Regions from separate parts of the Mus musculus genome. Here region 2 is linked to region 1. Evidence: chromatin contacts called from public promoter capture Hi-C data. All regions are on one chromosome and are shown on one strand. The core of a region is the stretch at or near the end of the contact, and the rest is flanking DNA. Distances in the headings are between cores, read along the strand shown. Region 1 holds the start of Pi4kb (phosphatidylinositol 4-kinase beta). Region 2 holds the start of Sec22b (SEC22 homolog B, vesicle trafficking protein).

Region 1 (3,340 bases), core at 384-2,883:
TCTGCCCCTTGCCTCCAGCAAACAAGAACTCCATTTGTTCTACTTCTGTGCCTGCTGCAGATTTTATGCAGGCATTTCAAGCTGTAGCTTCAAAATAAATTTAAAAAGTAAAATCTCAATCTTACCTCTATGAATGTTTTTCTGTCGTGTATGTATGTATCCAGTACCCACAGAGGTCAGAAGATGGCATTGGACCCCCTGGGAGTGAACCGGGGTCCTCTGCAAGAGCAACAGTACTAAACCACTGAGCCAAATTCTCAGCCCTTTGTCTTCAGCTTTAGCTTTTTATCTGCCTCCCAGTTAAATACGGAAGCAGGGGCATGGTTCACTCACCATTTGTCTGTTTCAATAACAGACATGTAGTACTATAACCCATACTTTCTTGATCCCCTCCCCCAAACCTTAGAAAATGTTATTACATCAGATACTACTGTTGTTAATGTAGTGCTATAATAATATTGTCAATATTATTATACAGAAGTTGAGGGTTAGTCCAGCTTGGGGGCATGTGGATATATTCCCACATGTTCCACAGGCCAGTGGCTTGAGCCAAGGAATATCACAAGCAGCCTGGGAAAAATAGACTGTCTCTAAAAAGGGAAAGAGGATAGGAAGGAAGCTAGAGAAGAAAGGGAAAGAAAAAAAAAGGAAACAAAGATCTCAAATCAGCTTATAAGTGCAATGAAGATGTCACCCAAGAGCTAGGCTCAACCCGTAGAATATTAAGAACCTACCCGCCTGCAGTGGTGGCACACGTCTTTAGGCGTAGCACTTGGGAAGCAGAGGTCGACAGATTTCTAAGTTCAAGGCCAGCCTGGTCTACACAGTGAGTTCCAGGACAGCCAGGGCTACACAGAGAAACCCTGTCAAACAAACCTACCCTTACAAGGGGCCTAAGATACTAAGAAAAGTCCCAGGAAAAGCGTTGGGACAGTGATTGTGGGGGGGGGGGGAGGGGTCTATGAGGCCTGTCTCACATGATTTTGTAGCCTTCGGAAAAGGAATAAGCCAAACTTTTGTCATTTCACTCACTTTTCCTAAGCTGGCTTGTCCAGCCTCTGTTAAGGCTTTGGCAGCTGGGGTGACCTTGGAAGCAGCACCTTGTCCCAGAGTGATGGTGCGAAACAGTGAAAGATTGAGGCGGTTGGACTGGGCCATTCCTGAAGCTATAGGGGCAAACTCATGGCATCATCCTTAAAGATGAGTAGGAAGAGGGAAATGAAGGTGATTGTACTCCTTTTTTCGTCCCTTCTCTTTCTTGTCTGTTTTCTGGCCCTCCTGCATGGGTCCTACCGGCTGACTTACGAAAGAAATCCCGTAGGATAGGAGAGGGAGAAAAAAGCCACTGGTGGCAGTTACGGTAACTCAGTGGTTTACGCAAATGAATAGTTTATATATAATTTGCATGTTCATACACTTTTGGAAGTACATAAAATATCGGTACCTCCACGTCCCTCCACTGATCTTACCCACGCTACTTCCCTCTCGGCTTCCTTAGTAAAGCCTGTCTCTTAGGCCCGCCCTCAAACACAGGGCCCGCCTTCCCCCGTAAGCCCCTCCTCCCTGCCCCCCCTCCCTAGCTTCCAAAAGCTCTTCCCCGCCCCCTTTTCCTTTCTGAACAGGCGTGAGTCGGGCAGCTCACTCGACTCAGATTACGATGGCATCAGTAGTGTCCTGACACCGGGAAGCAGGAAAGCAATCTCCCGGAAGAAAGGCTCGGGCCCAGGGGACTCTTACATCGGAACCCGCCAAGGAATTGTTATTTTGTGTCCTGCTAGTGGGGTCCGGTCCAACTTGAAGTTGCGTGAAGGCCCCTTCAGGCGGCGCCGCGGGCAGCCCCGCAGCCGGGGCCTGGAGCAGCCGCCGCGGCCGCTGTCAGGGAAGCGCAGGCGGCCAATGGAACCCGGGAGCGGCCGCTGCTGCTGAGGCGGCGGTGTCGGCAGTCCGACCCCGACCGCCTGCACCCCCTCCGCGAGGGTTCCCCGGAGGTAAGCGGCTCCTCCCCCGTGAGTCGCCTTTGCCTGTGTGTGTGTGTGGGGGGGTCCTTCTGCCACCCTGTCCCGCCCAGCCTACCGCGACCTGGGTTCGACTACAAAACTGCCCCCCTGGTGGCAGCTGCACCCCGAGGTCCTTCACCCTTTCCTCTCGGGCCCGGGGTAGTCTTCTCTGCTTTCTGGCTTCCTCTTCAGTTTAGCCCCTCCCTCTGCCCCGTGGATTCCACCTCCCCACCAGCAGGACACACACTTCGTACCTCTGTTGCCTCTGTTCCGTAACTATCTTCCTAAGTCGTGAACCTTTTCCACATTTGACCCCTTCTACAATATCATCCATGTTTGCCTTCCTCGCCGTTTGTGTTTCTGCTCACAAGCCTCTTCCATGGACTCCGCCTTTATCCCTTTTCCTATTTTGCCCCACTCTTCCGAGTCTGTGCAATCTCAGCACAGAGTTCTCATTTCCCTCAGCTACAGATTGTATCCCTCTCTTCTGCTTCCAATTCCATGACCTCACCATGACCCACTCCCCCAGCTCCTGACTTCCAAGAATTGCCTATTCCCTTCTCCTTAAAGGATCTCAGACTACTGTCATCATACCCAGATACCATCCACTTTGACCTTAGTCCTCAACCCCTCTCTAGGGTGCCTGATGATACCTGAAGCTGTCTTTGGCTTCTCTTTCCCCTTTCTCAATCTCCAGCCCTCTGGAGGGCTTCCCGTAGGAGAAAGCTCTGCCGTGAACACCCCTACAGATAGTGATTTCCAACTTTTGACATTCTCTCCAGGGATTTCCAACTTTTGACATTCTCTCCAGGATTCGGCTGATGTTTGTCTCCCTCGGCTCTGTTTTCCCTGTGGTCTTTAAGTGTTCTCTATCATGCCTTTTATCTCCACATATGATTTCAGATCAGCTAAAGCTTGAACTAAGAAGATGTGAGAGGATGGGGAGCCACAGTTGTCTCAAGCTTTTCTGGACAGATGTGTGTTTCTGAAGGATGAAGCAACTTTTAAAGAAGTCTATCAATCAGATTACATTTTGTTGAGTGTTTAAGAGCAACCACTAGGAAAGATGCTCAGAAACTGAGCATGGAAACTGAATGAAGTTGTGAGAAATTTTGCTTTAGATTACTTTAGGATTTCTGTTAGATCACAGAATCTCCTACTCCTGTCTAGACCTAAGAGGAACCATTATTTTCCTGACTGAAGCTTAGTGGACTACTGTTGGTTAGTTTCATAAGCATTTGGACCTAAGGTGAAGTTGTGTTTGTGTGTGTGTGTCTGGGGTTGGGGCTGATTGGGAAAAGGAACATAAGACAGTGTAAAGAGATGTATACTCAGAGTCAGGG
Region 2 (3,340 bases), core at 414-2,913, 2.9 Mb after region 1:
ATCCCCTATTACTAAAATTATTCTATCGGATCAAGGACAATCATTTGAGATCATGGTAGAAGACATATCTTTGTTGAGTGGAAGAAAGAAGTTAAAGATCGTGGTATCTGTAGACTATTCTAAATGTATTATGATTCTACCAAATAAGGCATTATACACTCCAAAATTGATTTCCACTCCACATTGGCTCAGGTTGCCAAATGACAGGTGTGAGCTGTGGCAAGCAAGGGAGGATGTGATTGTAAATACAAGGCCAGCATAGGTGAGTTCTAGGCCAACCAGAGCTGCATAGCAAGACACTGTCTGGAGGGGGGAATTATATATGAAAGAGGAGAGATAATATGAGAGAATGCTTATTAATCAGTAGCTAGAGCTGAACTTGAGCTCAAAGCCTGTTTACATCACTTCTAACTACATGACCTGCTTGGAAAAATCTTTGCAGTCTTCCCCAAGTATAAAGTGAGAGCCTTCAGCTAACAAATTTCACAGAGTTGTTTAGTTAAATGTTCAGATAATCATAAGACACTAAGTATTTAGCAAAGAATAGTTATTACTAATGTAATAAGTATATTTGTATAATTCCTTTCTTTCTTTCTTCCTTTCTTTCTCTCTCTCTCTCTCTCTCTCTCTCTCTCTCTCTCTCTCTCTCCCTCCCTCCCTCCCTCCCTTCCTTCCTTCCTTCCTTTTCTAAGTTTACAAAACCCCTGTACCTCCACGTTCTTCTCATTTAATATTTACAAAAACCCTCTTGAGGCCAAGAATATCCCTATCTCATTGATGAGGACACCAAAGAAGAGAGAGATGAGAACTCTTCCTTAACGGTGATTATCTAGAGGTTGCTTCAAAAGCAAGTGAAAACCAAATTACTGGAAAGCCTGGTAAGATTCCCCTTTCTATACCATGATAGAGGCAGCCAAGAACCTAGATTTGGGGAGGCTAATGATGTATGTGATCCCCCTGTACTTCTTCATTTATTAATATATGCATATATATACATATATATATGAATAAATATATATAATACTAAATATTGCTGATCTCTTTTTAAAAGTTTCATGTGTGGGGGTGGCTTACTTCCGCTCCTGCCTGTGCAGCACGTGCATGGAAAGGTTGGAGAGGCCAGAAGAAGGTGTCAGATTCCCCTGGAACTGGAGTTACTGATGGTTGTAAACCAGCATGCGGGTGCTGAGTTGAACTCCGGTCCTCTGAAAGAACAGCCAGAGTTCTTGATCCCTGGGGCGGTCTCTCCAGCTCCTATTTGCCAATCTCTTACCACAAACTGTTTAAGAACTTTGTGACAGTATAAACACCCAGGCCAGAAAAACCCTCAAGAAACGAATCTCTGCTGAGACATACACAGATTATAAAATATTATACATAAAATGCTCTGTAAAAAAAATCTGAAAATACATAGCTTTACAGTTGCTTCATACTCCATTCGTCTAAAAAGTTCGCTCTCAGTCACCTTTCAAGCCCTACTAAGCTTGAGCGCCACTCCTCTTGCAGAGACACCACTTAGTGGAAACAAAAATTCACAAATGTGGGCGGGACTTGGTCGGAGGAATGACTGCGGAACTAAAGTTCCCGGTGGTTGTGGTTCTCGGTGGGAAGCCAATTGAAAGGACCGGTAGTGGAAAGCTCTGAAGTCGTTTCCGGCCACCTCAGCGGGAAGCGGAGACGCCAGCGGCTAGCTGTTGGGGACCTCAGCCGGAGGTGTAACTGGCCGCCGCCGGAGAAGAAGGGACAGTGACTGAGGCGGCCTGGTCTCCGTAGCCAGGGAAGATGGTGCTGCTGACGATGATCGCCCGTGTGGCGGACGGCCTTCCGCTGGCCGCCTCGATGCAGGAGGACGAGCAGGTAAGCTGCTGCCGGAGCCCCGAGCTCGCCCTGCTCCCGGCTAGTGAGACCCTAGCGACCTCACAGACTCCTTCCCCCTCTTCTCGAGAGCTCTTTTACCGTTTGCTCGTGAAAAGACTACCTGTGAGAAGAAATCCTTGTGGAAGGAGTTAGAGTTATGGTGGTAACTGTTCCTCTCTACACAGAAGCCCCGGAGAAAGCTTATCCAGGTTTAATTTGATCACCCAGTTTGTGATGACTTTTTAGGGACCTTCTTAGAATTTAGGACTTTTCTTTTGGGCTGCTGTTAAGGCTGCTGACTAATATATCTGGGGAAGACCAACCCTTGGTTTCTTCACCTCGCTTTCCTGTAGCTCTTGATCCTTGACCTAGCTCGATGACATATTTTGATAGAGGATGAGGTAATATTGCCACTTACAAAGTTGTCAAGGTTCAGTAAAGTGCCTACTTTCACGGCTATGCCTGATTTTCTCCTGCTCTCATAAAGTATATTATTCAGATGAGCCCAAGAATATGATCCGGACAAAGGAGATTGGGGGCTGGGAGTCTTAGAGAACACTTCCTTTGAAAAATATTTTCCCCGTGAGGGGTATCAGTGGGGTAGAGATGGGCAGAATCTGATCAGTTGCACTGAAGTCTAATGGAGGAGAGGGACCAAAGTGGGTCTGAAATGCTACTCAATATCAGTGGGCCCCTACTCTCTGCTTTGAAATTTTTCTGAAAAAAATTCATGGATTCTTTCTTAATTTTAAACTTGGTATTTATTTGATATTGGTCTGCCAATATTGGTTTGTTTCATTGATGAGAAGTTCTCCACAGAAGTGTTTTGTTTTGTTTTTCTGGTTGTGATTTATCATTTCCCTTTATTAATTTTGATTTTAAATAATAAGCCTTTCTGAACCTTCAATGTCTGCAGAAGCATCGGTCTCAGACTCTTGTTTTACCATCATGATAGTAGACAGAACGTCACACACAGCCTCATATAGAACAGCACTGTCCTGAGAGTGCTAGGGGTGCTATTTCTCTGGCCCTCCTCATACCACCCATGTCAGAGTGTGTGCTCTTATTGCCCTTCACAGGGGCTCTTAGGCTTAAAGTCACACTGCTAACAAGTAGGGTAATGGAATGTGCCCAGGGTTGTTGGTGGTGCTGGTGCTGGTATGGTGCTTTGCTTTGCTTTGGGGGTTGGTCTGTTTTTATCAGGGACTGTTCCCATTTGGAGCTGGTTGATACTTTGTTGGGAGAGACTGTCCTGTGCCTTGTAGGGCGTCTATCCTTGGCCTCTACTTCCAGACGGCAGTAGCAAAAGTTCCTTTAGGGACAAAATCAGGCCTGGTTGAGAATTGCCAGTTTCAGTAATCAGTATTTTATTAAGTAAGCTATTGTTTTTAAAATCAGTATCAGTTTGGCTCTAGACCAGAACCTTCGTTCCTAATCATTATTCTGTACTGTCTTGTTTAAGACTTTTCAACCACGTAGTCAC

The links. Promoter capture Hi-C pulls out the DNA fragments that hold promoters and counts their contacts.
Region 2: a contact with region 1 is called in a promoter capture Hi-C map of hippocampal neurons, with 2.9 times the contacts expected there. The contact joins the promoter of Sec22b here to the promoter of Pi4kb in region 1. A contact is called at or near these places in 2 of 39 promoter capture datasets (hippocampal neurons and liver).

What each region holds. Positions count from the first base shown.
Region 1 is chr3:94,973,098-94,976,437 of GRCm38.p6, forward strand. It overlaps Pi4kb (phosphatidylinositol 4-kinase beta), which reads left to right and starts at 1,634. Exons shown (of 11, transcript NM_175356.3): 1 at 1,634-1,988. B230398E01Rik (a long non-coding RNA gene) reads right to left here. Exons shown (of 4, transcript XR_003954666.1): 2 at 2,252-3,340.
Region 2 is chr3:97,899,564-97,902,903 of GRCm38.p6, forward strand. Sec22b (SEC22 homolog B, vesicle trafficking protein) reads left to right here and starts at 1,664. Exons shown (of 5, transcript NM_011342.4): 1 at 1,664-1,857. The coding sequence starts at 1,783.